Regions from separate parts of the Rattus norvegicus genome. Here region 2 is linked to region 1. The links are chromatin contacts, called in public Hi-C maps. All regions are on one chromosome and are shown on one strand. Each heading gives the region's core, a stretch centred on a gene start, on an enhancer-like site or on the middle of the called end of the contact. The rest is flanking DNA. Distances are from core to core; before and after follow the strand shown.

Region 1 (5,864 bases), core at 1,722-4,221:
ATGTGCATATGTTTATACATGTGAGTGCATCTGTGATGTGTGTAATGTATGTGTGCATGTGATGTGTGTGTGGCAGAGAGATATGTGAACATGTGTGACATGTATGTGCATATGTTTATACATGTGAGTGCATCTGTGATGTGTGTAATGTACGTGTGCATGTGATGTGTGTGTGACAGAGAGATATGTGAACATGTGTGATGTGTATGTACATATTTTTGTGCCTGTGAGTGCATCCGTGATGTGTGCAATGTGTGTGTAATGTGTGTGTGCGCATGTGACATGTATGTGCATGTGTGATGTGTGTGTACATTTTTATTCCCCTTCCCAAATTATAAAAGCATTTCCCTTATTTTTATGCATACGTTTTGCCCACGTGGATGTAGTCTCATCTCATGCTTGCCTGGTACTCTAGGAGGTTAAAGAAGGGAATTGAGTCTCTGCAACTGGAGTTACAGATTGCTGTGAGCTGCCATGCGGGCCTTGAGAATTGAATTGAATACAGTCTTCTTCAAGAGCAGCTAGTGTCCTTAACCACTGAGTCATCTCTGCATCCTCCTCTCCCTAAAATATTAAAAGACGCTTTATGACTGTATGTTTTTACATCCCGTCTTAGCCAAAAGGTCAAGAAACAATCAGAACATATATTTTTTAATATTGCCTCCATTTCAAATAGCCACGGGAACAATTGATAATTAGTCAGTTCAGGCAAGCAGGTCACTACTTCCTGCTTTTCTGAAGCCTGTGCTATTGTATAATGACTTATGCTATGATATTGCTAGGGTAGGCAGGATACCATGACTTTACTCAAAGCTGTCGTTTTATTGCGTAATTGTGTAAGACAAATGTAGGAAATGTTCTCTTGTCTTTGTTTTGTATTTCTGAATGAGCATCTCGTCTAGTCACAAGGTGGTCTTGGATTCACTATGTAGCCCAGGCTAGCCTCAGATATCAGAGGCTCCGCCACAGCCACCCAAGTGCTGGCATTACAGGCCACCTCTGGCTCTAGATCTGTCACTTTGCTGTTGTCCAGCATGGGGCTTGAGGAATGCGTAAGAATAAAGTATTATGATGCTCGCGTGAGTCTGAGGAGGCGGAGAGGAAGCCCAACACTTTGTACTTACTCAATAAAATACTTCTTTAAAACTCAGTAAAAAGAGAGAGAAAATAAATTTTCAGCTTAGATCTTTCTTTTTAAGTTAATTAATTATTACTACTGTATGTGTAACTGGCCTATGTGGGTGGGCATGTGAGAGGGTCTGAAAGCAACTTTGGGGAAGGCGTTCTCTCCCACAGCAGGTGCCCTGACCCACGGAGTCACCTCACCAGCCCACTGGACATCAGTGTCTTTCTAATTCAGTCTAACAACTGGACTGGAATGGAGAAACCCCATTAGCTTGTAAGTATGTCCCTCGGGGTGACATTCAGTGTCACTCTAGATGCCAAGAAGCCCCGTTTCTTCACAGTGGTAGTCAAGGATCAGAGCATTCTGGCCAGTGACGAGAGCTCGAGGTCTCTGTCCTGCCTCTGCCATTTGGTGCTGCATGGATCTGTGAACCTGGACAGGCTTTCTTTGTACCTTCCTTTGTATCCTCTGTAAACTTCAATTTCCACATTTACAAAGTGGGATAATATTAATTCCTGTCTTCTAAATGTAAAGAATTGTAAGCTGATGCCCACAAATTGTTTAAGATGGCTTTTGTCAGGAAATGTCACACACCGACTCTTTGGGACTCAGCCTGCAAGTCCCACATGCAATTTAGAGTTCCGTAAACATCATTGTAAGCTCGTTTAGGTGTTTCATCTTCTCCTTTTGGTCAAAAACAATGTTGAAAGTAGATGGGCTACCACAAAACCACACAGGAGCGTGCTTGCAGCTTTAGGGTAGGTGGCTAACTTGGCAGGAGAAACTAACATTCTTTGGGTAATACCTGAAAACAAGGATTCCGGTTTTGCATCTTCAGAACAAACATCAAAGCAAAAGCCCTGGCTGACTAGGCAGATCCGTGTTCTTTAAGGCACGGATTCGATTGGTGCTTTTTTTTTTTTTTTTCCTACCAACCACGTTCTCTGCTTGAAAGTGAATCCTATTTATGGCGAGCGCTGTTTTTTCAATTAGGATTTATTTTCATTTTCCCATAGGCCATGTTAGCTGAGAACGTCCAAAAGTTTATTTGTTTTCCCTTTATGTCTTATGATGGTTTTAAAATAAACCACACAGCACTTATCTGTGAGATTTCTTTTGAAATCCCGGTGAGTTCCAAATAGGTTTGTTTGCTCCTCCCCACCCCGCTCCCACCACACACAATCACACGTACAATACCACCATATCGTAAGCGCTAGAATGCTTTCAGAGTGTAATCAAACCCCTTTCTCATAGCAAACTTAGAGCAGGGTCACTTCCGCTTCGCTAACTTTTGGGATGTGTATGTAAGCTTAGTAATATGTGTGTAGGTCGGATTTAGAAAATGGTGATACCTCTAGGACTGGCTTTTTCTAAAAAATTTACGCTGAAAATTCTAAAACCGTTTTTCTGACCCCAAGGTTAACATTAGTAATATGTTTCTAGAGGATGTTCCGTGTTTGGGGGGTTGGAGGAGGAGATGAATTCATAAACAACAGCCCACATCGCCTAATAGTTCTGTAATGGAAACATATTCTCTGGTGAAATCAATATTCCGGGGGGAAAGCGACCTGGGCCCTCTGTTTGCGGAGCGCCTACCCTCTCTGCTCGGCTTGCTGCGGGCGGTGACCGGGTGTCCTTCTCCTAGGGAGATTGCTCTGCATGGGTCTGGGGATCCCTGGGGCTGGAGGGGAGTGTGCAGCTGCAGAGGGACTCTGTCTCCCCGGGGAGGCGGCGGTGGAAGGAACCAGGGCCAGCTCCCTGGCGCTCCGAACACACTAGGGTCCCCGGCGTCACTGCGCGGTGGCCTGCTCCTCCCCTCTGGGCGGCCAGCAGCTGCGGTCAGGGATCCAGTGCGGAACCCGCCCCGGCTGCGCCCAGCTCCTCCCTTCAGCCACCCTCCCTCCCAGCTCCTATTCGGTCTCCGCTCCTCTCTTTCCACCACACCCCACGCCCCGTTTCCCTGTTCCCCACCTCTCTCCTGCTAATCCACCTCTCTCCACCCCTCCACCCCTTCCCATCCCTCTGGTTGCTCCCTAATCTTTTGTTGTTCCTCTGCTACCCTTTCATTTCTCCCAGTGCTCTTCCCTTATTTACTTCACTTCTATTCTTCTTTATTTGCACCCCACCCCGCACCCGCCACCGAACCCCTTCTCTCTCCTCTCTCCTACAGCTCTCCATCCTTCCTAGTCCCCTCTCCCTGCTTCGTGCCTCTCTCCGGTTTCCCTCCCGCTGTCTCCCCTCTAGCTCTGGGTTTGTGGCTCTCCCACGCCGTTGCTATGGAGTCGCCCAAGGCTGCTGGCCCCTTGGCGCTAGCTGCCCTGAGGCTTTGGGAACAGAGCAGTGACTCTAGCCAAGACTGAGGAGCCGCACCCCTTCGGGGTCCAAGAACAAAGAGTGCCCAGCCCAGCGCAACTCAGGCGCCCCGGGCCCTGAGGCTTAAGACCACCTATAATCTAATCGCTCCCAGCCTCTGTTGGCAGGACCCTGGGACCAAGGTGACAGCTGCGCTCTCTCGTGCAACCTACCTTCCTGGTCCCCTGAAGACCACTCTCTCACGCCCATGCTCAGAGGTGTCACTGGGGCCGGGCAGCCGGCCAGATGGCCCTATTTAATAGGACTGACCTCTTTTGTTGGGGGCCCTAGGAACATCCAGGCCAATTTACATAGGAAAATGGGGTTTGTGTCCCCAATTCAGTGCAGTGCCCTGACAGCCGGTGTCCTTGTCTTTGTGTAAGGACCCCACAGCGTGTTTGTTAAAGTGGTTTATGTGTGCAGATGTGCGAGTATGAATAGCAATTCACCAGGAAGCCATAGCTCCCAGGTCCTGGAGGAAATATGTTAGTCTGGGTTCTGATAAGCCCTGATGCCTCTGCTGGACCCCACAGACGATTGTTTAAGTTTGATTCCTAAGTCTTTGGAAGATTCCTGAAGTCTTTGCTATTTGTGCTTAGATCCTTGTTTTCAAACGTTGTAAGGCTGGACTTAAGACTTAAAGAAGACTACTTGGACTTTTAAAAAACGTTCTTGATGAAAGATTTAATCTAATTGTTTGTCTTCGGGCACTCTGACTCAGCTGTTCATGGATATAACCTGGAACAGGCTGAAAGTTACCATCTGTTTGGTTTGGACTCACTAGCTTAAACATGTGTCCTTAAGTGGTAGACTGAGAGGACAGAGAGACATTTCTTATTTTACCAGCAAGGAATTTGAGTCACAAGAGGTTAAGACAATTTTCCCAAGATCACACAGCTCTGCTGGGTATAAACCCAGGGTCTGAGTCCATGACAGTCAACAGAAAAGAGTCTGGGCCTTATGAACTCTACTGAAGTCCAAGTCCCAAGAAGCCAAAGAAGATGGCCTTAAGTTCAAGGTCAACCTGGGCTACACTGACTTTGTCTCAGGAACAAAACCCCAAACCCAAAACAGACAACAAAAGATGAAGGGGAGGAAAACATATAAATGTCTGGGACACACTGAAGTTTCTCCATCTGGTGCCTCCAGCTTCCACCCATACACCGGGGCCGCCGACAGGTTATGTCTTAGAAGATGAGGATTCAAAGGACTTTCCTCTTCAGCCTTTGCACCTTCACGGTGGCTTTCCGCAGTCTGTGTAGGAACCAGTTCCACCACTACAGTGTTCAAGAATCCTGTTCCCCAGGACCCATTTCTATCAAAATGATCTTCATATGGTGTAATAGTGGAGGGCCCTGTCTGTGTCCCTGTCAGGTGGAAAGTAGGTGCTAACGACTGGCTTAGAAAGGTTTCAACAATGCAGCTGCTTTCTAAAAAACACTCACATCAGGGGCCGTGGTGAAAGAATTCTACTGGATAACCTTCCAGAAGTTTCTATTGCTGCCTGGAAGCCATAAATGAGTTTATGGTGACTTAGTTAAGAATGTCTCTGAGAAGGTCTTTAGTTCATTGTATAGCTCTGTACATTAGGAGGCAGGTTGATGGGCTGGAGACGTCGCTTGGCTTAGTAATTAAGAATGGTCACTGCTCTTACAGAGATTGCTTTACTTCTAGAGTTCACAGCCTGTAACACTAGCTCTAGGAGATCCCTGTCTGACCCTCATGTACACCCACATACACAGAGACATACACATAATCTTTCTTTTAAAAAAGATTCAACCTTTAAAAATTGTGTATATGTGTGTATGTCTATGCACATGAAGGCCCACTACCTTTGGAGGCCAGAAGAGGGTGCTGGGGCCTCCGGAGCTGGAGTTCTATGGGTCATTAGCTGCATTATGTGGATGTTGGGAACTGAAGTCAGATCCTCTGCCAGAGTCCTTAACAAGGGACTGGAGAAATGGCTCAGTGGTTTAGAGCGCTGACTGCTCTAAAGTCCAGCTCTGACTCCAGAGGTCCTGAGTTCAATTCCCAGCAAACACATGGTGGCTCACAACTATCTATAATGGGATCCGACACATTCTTCTTGGGACAGCTACAGTGTACTCATATACATACAATAAATAAAACTTTAAAAAAGAGCCCTTAACAAGTGATCCATCTCTTCAGTCTCATGAAGAAATCTTACATATTTTTTTTTTTTTTAAAGAAGAGACTCTGTGTCTACAAACTACATTTCAAAGAGGGGAGTGAATGGGGATACACAATCGGATTGGAGCTGAAGATGCGTGTTGATTTCTGTTCTGTTTCTCATAACAGAACGAGTTAGAAACGTTTTCTGTTCCTAGTTTGGGCCATCTTAGTGCTAGGGCATGAGCTGTGGGAT
Region 2 (5,876 bases), core at 1,851-4,350, 85 kb before region 1:
ACAGTAAGTATGGGGGCTACAGGGGAGAACAGGTCCCTGCTTGTTAGTTGGAGACTGGAAGGGGTGGGGGAATTCCTAAGCACTCCATTTACAGAGGAGAGCCCCTTGTTAGTCACAGTTCCCTTGGCACAGGGCACTTGGTGGCAGAGACCTGTTTCTGATTCCTTCAAGGTTTCTGATTTCTTGTAGGTTTTAGACACATACACACACACACCCCTACTCCTCTCACCACTGTTTGGCTATTAATTACATAAGCACTATACCAAGTCTGCCAACATCCTCAGACCCTAGTGTCATTCATTCTAAGTGTTTTTATGTGTGTGTTGGGTCAGGTCATCTGTGGAGGGCAGAAGAGGCAACTGGATCCTCTGGAGACGGAGTCACAGGCCATTCTGGGCTGCCCAGTAGCTCCCCTCCCCAGAGTATCACTCATTCTCAATTAGTTCATGTTTAAAGATAATTTCACAAAGACGACATTGTGGAAATCATTTTATTTATTTAAACATTTATTCATTAATTTATTTTTTGAGACAGGATTTTGTGTAGCTTAGGCTGGTCGAAAGCCTGTTATGTAACAGAGGCTGTCTTGAACTGGTTCTCCTCCTGCCTCAGCTTCCTCGGTCCTGGGATTACAGTAATGTGCCACCATACCTAACAACAGTGTAGACTTATAAAACATTAGGAAGGATGTCTGTGTGAGCAAAGACATTTAGCACTGTAAATGCCAATTAGGACTTAAAGTGTTTTCATTGATTCTATTGCTATAGAAATCTATAGACAGCAGATTCCAGCCCAAGTTAATGTAGTTCCTATCATACATTAACTAGGGGCACAAGCTAGAGATGAGATAAGTTGAATAAAGCAGATGACATGAATAAATACAGATGACATTTCTCAACATCTTAATCTTATAACTGATGCTAGTAACCACTTACTACCACTGGTAGCATGGGGAGAGGATATGTGTGTTGCTAGGAAGATGACCCACATCCAGAGCGTTATGAGCAGGTAGTCCATCAGTCTGCTCAGCGAAATCATGCTGCTTGTCCATAAGAAAGCTTGAGCTCATGTTACAAGTAATGCATGTCAGCTCATATACAAAACTTCATCACATCAGGTACAAGCATTAAAGGCAAATCACGTCACATGGCTTTGAAAACTCTAAACCCACACACCTCAGCGCTCAGCTTGTGCCTAATTCAGTCAAAAGCTTTAAGGTAACTGGGCCTGGGGACTCTCACCTTAAATCCTAGCCCTCGAGGAGGCGGGGCTGCTGTGAATTCTAGGCAGCCTGATCTACACAGTGACTTCTAGGACAAGGAGGGTTATAAGGTGAGACCACATAAACAAACCAAAAAGTTCCATTCAGGTAAGTTGGTTGTGGTGACAGAATGAGGCTGAGGAGAACGAATTCAAGGCCAGCCAGGACATGGTAATCTGTCTTTAGAAAAAGTGTTAGCAAATATTAATTTATAACACATTGGAGAATTAGTTTATAACACGTTGCTTTAAATTTAAAAAGTTGTGTGCCTGGGTGTCTTCTTGCAAGTATGTCTGTACATCACCGGTGTCTGGTATCGGAGCACATCCCCTGTAGCTGCAGTTCCAGGTAGTAAGCCACCATAAAGGCTCTGGGAACTCACAAAGAACAGCCTCCATCCTAATTTTAAAACTTGAAAAATGAAAGACCACTGCTCTCCCCAGCCCACCCCAAAAGGGAAGCTTCAGGCAGGTCTGTGGGTTCCAGGACAGACAGGGCTACATAGAGAGGCCCTGTCTTTTAAAAAGAAAATTAAGAAAGTAAGTTTAAAAAAAAAAAAGCCTGAAATAGGCTCAAACTGAAGAAGTTGTACAACTTGGTGGCACACACCTGTAATCCCAGTAATTCCTGGACTCTGAGTAATCCTGAAACTGAGGCAGGGTCTAGTGTATATCCCTGGCTGTCCTAAATTAACGATGTAGACTAGGGTGGCCTGGACCCTGTTTCAAAAATCGCCCCCCAATAAATAATAGATAAATCTACCTCACTTTGTGAATTAATGAGTCTAAATGCGCTAATGTTTTCCAAATAGAGCATAATTAAGGGGGGAGGGTAAGTTTATGGGTCCTTAATTGGCAAGGCCTCTTTCTGGGAAGATTAAAAAAAAAAACAACTCAAAAACCCAAAACCAAACCTAGGCTAATATAACTTCGGGAGGCTTTGACCAGCTTTGACCGATGTGATCACTCAAATTCCATACGCGATGCCAACAGCTTTTCTCAAAGTCCTAAAAATTAATTCTCATCTGCTCACCCTGTCTTCGGAGCTGCACTCTCTTCGCAGCCGCACGCGGCGCCCGCAGCAGCTGACTCCTCCCCGCTCGTGGGGAAAACCCTGCCTAATATTTATAACGCTATGACATACTGTAATACTCACAAGGTGGTTGTAGAAGTATAAACACGACTGGAGTTATCTGATTGGCTGCTGGTGATGTAACACCCATGTCAATACTTCCCAGTGAACGCACGTGTTCGACCTTTTATTTAAATTTCCATTTCATCACAGCAATAAGACACTCGGGGCGGTGCATTTTCTGTGAAACGATCGTCGCCCTGGGCTAGAGGTGCTGCCCGGCGTACACAATGCGCCCAAGGAGGTGTCCTCGCGAGGGAGGCACCGCCTGGTCCAGTCTTTTGTCAAGGAACAAAATAAGTTCACTTCCTCGGGCACGGCCACCCGCCCCCCGGTAGATGACAGGGCTGGGACGCGCTCCCACAGCAGTTACTCCCGAGTCCCAGGTGAAGTCGTGGCGAGAGTCGGGCACGGTGCGCTCGGGCGCGCGGCGGCGAGGCGGCCCCTGACACTCGCCAGCTGTTTGTCCTGGCCGAGCCGGCCCCGCCCCGAGACCCCGGCCCCGCGCCCCGCCCGCTTCCTTCCCGTGGCCGCACCCCCGCCCGCAGGCCCGAGCGGCCGGCCCCTTTCCCGGTCCCCGGGCGCCCCCGGCCCAGCCCAGCCCGGCCCAGCCCGCCCCCTCCCCCGGCCGGCCCCCACCCTCTCCCCCTCCAGCGGTTACTGCTACCCCGGTGCATTGTGGGCGCACGGTCCGTTGTTCATTTGCCATTCGACCTCCGCCAGGGCCTGGTCGGACGGAAACGCTCCGCCGGCTTTATTGTCGGCTCGCTATGTGGCGGAGCCTGGCGGCTTAGCGCGCCTCTCGCGTCCGCTCCTCGGCAGCCGGCGGCGGCGGCGCGACTCCCCGAGGACGGAGATCTGTTGGCGGGCCGGTGTGTGCGCGCAGCGCTGAAGCGGGGCAGCGGAGGGGCGCCCGCACTCCTCAACTTCGAAGGCCGCACGCGCCCCGGTTCCGCCGCCCGCCCACCTCTCCGCGCGGGACGCTGCCCGGAGCGCGGCAGGGCGGGGGTGGAGAGGACGCGGCTGGGACAGCGGCGGCGGCAGACGCGTGCGGCGGCCTGGGAGCGAGCGCGAGCCGGCAGGAGGGTAAGGCCGTGCCGGCGGGAGCGCAGCGCAGAGCGGCGCGGCGCAGCGCCGGGGGCGGGGGCGGGGGTGAGGCGTTGGGGGAGCCGCGGCGAGCGCGCGGGACGCGGCCCGAGCCCGGGCGCGAGCCGAGGCACCGGGCGGCGGCGGCGACGGCGGCGCGCGCCATGTCGTTCAGTGAAATGAACCGCAGGACGCTGGCGTTCCGAGGAGGCGGGTTGGTCACCGGCGGCGGCCCCACGAACAATAACGCTGGCGGGGAGGCCTCTTCTTGGCCTCCGCAGTTTCAGCCGCGACTCCCCGCGCCGCCCGTGCCGCCGCAGCCCAATGGGCGCGGGGCCGACGAGGAAATGGAATCGGAGGGCCTGGAGCCCCAAGACTCGGAGGCCTCCGCCGGGGCGGCCGCCGCGGAGGACGCCAAGGAGTTGCTGCTCCCTCAGGACACGGGCGGCCCCGCCTTGCTGGGCGGCGGCGCGGGGGGCCCCCTGCTAGCGGAAAGGAACCGTCGGACTCTGGCCTTCCGCGGGGGAGGCGGCGGGGGTCTCGGCAACAATGGCAGCAGTCGCGGCCGCCCGGAGACCTCGGCGTGGCCCCTCAGGCATTTCAATGGGCGAGGGCTGGCGGCCGTGGATCCGGAGCTGGACGCGCTGGAGGGGAAGGAGTTGATGCAGGACGGGGCGTCCCTGAGCTACAGCACCGAGGAGGAGGGGGCGAGCCCGGGCGATGGCAGTGGGGCGGAAGGCGGCAGCTGCAGCAGCAGCAGGCGGTCGGGAGGCGAAGGCGGGGAAGAAGCAGAGGGCAGCGGTGTGGGAGCTGGAGAAGGAGAGACTGTCCAGCACTTCCCGCTCGCGAGGCCCAAGTCCCTCATGCAGAAGCTCCAGTGCTCCTTCCAGACCTCTTGGCTCAAGGACTTCCCTTGGCTGCGGTACTCCAATGATACTGGCCTTATGTTTTGCGGCTGGTGCCAAACGACCCCCGAGGATGTGGGCAGCGTGGACCTTCCCCAGGTGGGGCATGATGAGCTTTCGCGAGGGACCCGCAACTACAAGAAAACCCTGCTCCTGAGGCACCACGTCTCCACCGAACACAAACTCCACGAAGCCAACGCCCAGGTACCGTAGATCCGGCTCTTGGTTTTCCTCAGATCTTTTGGGAAAGGTTTTATCAGTGGGAGAGACTAAAACTAAAGCAAAGAAAGGGGAGAAATTAAGATCCTTCGGGGAAGGCGTCGTTCCGGTCGAGAGAGGTTCGGGGGAGCTTATGCGTAGGGGTTTGGAAAGCCTGGAAACTAAAGTTTTCCAAAGTTGTGGATGTATTGGGGGAGGGGGGGTGGAACGACACTTTTCTAATGATAGCGCTGGGTTTATTTCTCAGGAGTTAGGGTTTGCCTGTGAGATTGATTGAATCCGAGAGAGGTTGGGAGAGGTTGGAAGAGGTTGGAGATTTTAACTTTAAATTGACTTTCGGTCAAAATTTTTTTAAGTCAGCGGAGATTTCATGGACACTAAAGTGCTAGAAGTAGTCTGAAGAATAGATTAGACAGTTTCCTTAAGCTTCGGTGCTACTGGCAAGCCACTCAAACTCATGTCAGGCCGAGATAATGTGAAATGTGAGAGGCGTATGCAAATGTGCAGGAAGTTAGTTGAATAATTTTACGGTGTTCATCCCCGTTAAACTTGTTGAACCTTAGGCAGGCTCTTTTTAGTAAGATCTTTGTTCATTTTAGCTATTTACTTATATTTATATTTCTCTTCTGAGAATCTCTGTATTATCTCTTTCAAAAACATGGTCGTGAACAGCTTATATGAAGGCTGTTAATCTTAGCTTTGGAAATGTTTAATGTGAAGTGATTTGGGCTTAATCTGCTCACTGGAAAACCGTCAGTCCCTAGTTACAAAACAAGTCTACCTATGAGTTTTAAACATTCCTACTCCAAAGACAGGAGCCTAACTGTTTTGATAGCCCTTTTCAAGTCAAATAGATGTTGGTCGTCCTCCTTTTTATGACTCAGGCAGCCTGTGGTGGTGGGTGGAATTTTCTTTTGTGTTGCTGGCCAGTCATTGATTTTAGAAAGTCAACACTCAGGTATTAGTACCTCACTGTGGTGTTTATGGGAGCGATCCTGCTGCTCAACACACTTAAACTATAGTTTACTAGTCACACAAGTAACCCAGCTTAGCAGAGGCTTTAGTTTTAAAAGCACAGGGTTATTTTGTTTGTTTGGTTTTTCTTTAACCCCCAGAAGGCAGGGAAATGGAGCTTGTTTGGGTTGAAATTTTTATTTGCACAGATTTGCCTAAATCTTAGAAAGAAGGTTCCTCCCTTCTTTCTCTCCTCTCCAGGATCTCTGGCTATTTTGAAACTCTTAACTATATAGACCAGACTGGTCTCCAACTCCCAG

The links. A called contact is a pair of places that touch in the nucleus more often than the background predicts.
Region 2: a contact with region 1 is called in a Hi-C map of Schwann cells, with 4 times the contacts expected there. The contact joins the promoter of Zbtb10 here to the enhancer-like site in region 1. A contact is called at or near these places in 4 of 12 Hi-C or Micro-C datasets (Schwann cells, kidney, liver and 1 more) and 1 of 1 datasets of contacts at active chromatin or transcription factors (oligodendrocytes).

The regions. Positions count from the first base shown.
Region 1 is chr2:94,329,763-94,335,626 of GRCr8, reverse strand. No RefSeq gene overlaps it. Among named protein-coding and RNA genes, the nearest start is that of Zbtb10, 85 kb to the left of the region's middle. Within about 2 kb of position 2,971, at least 55 of the 93 cell types and tissues checked have an H3K27ac peak or open chromatin away from gene starts, as enhancers often do. A contact at or near this core is called in Schwann cells, kidney and liver, where this site is marked.
Region 2 is chr2:94,414,532-94,420,407 of GRCr8, reverse strand. It overlaps Zbtb10 (zinc finger and BTB domain containing 10), which reads left to right and starts at 3,100. Exons shown (of 7, transcript NM_024489.2): 1 at 3,100-4,587. The coding sequence starts at 3,643.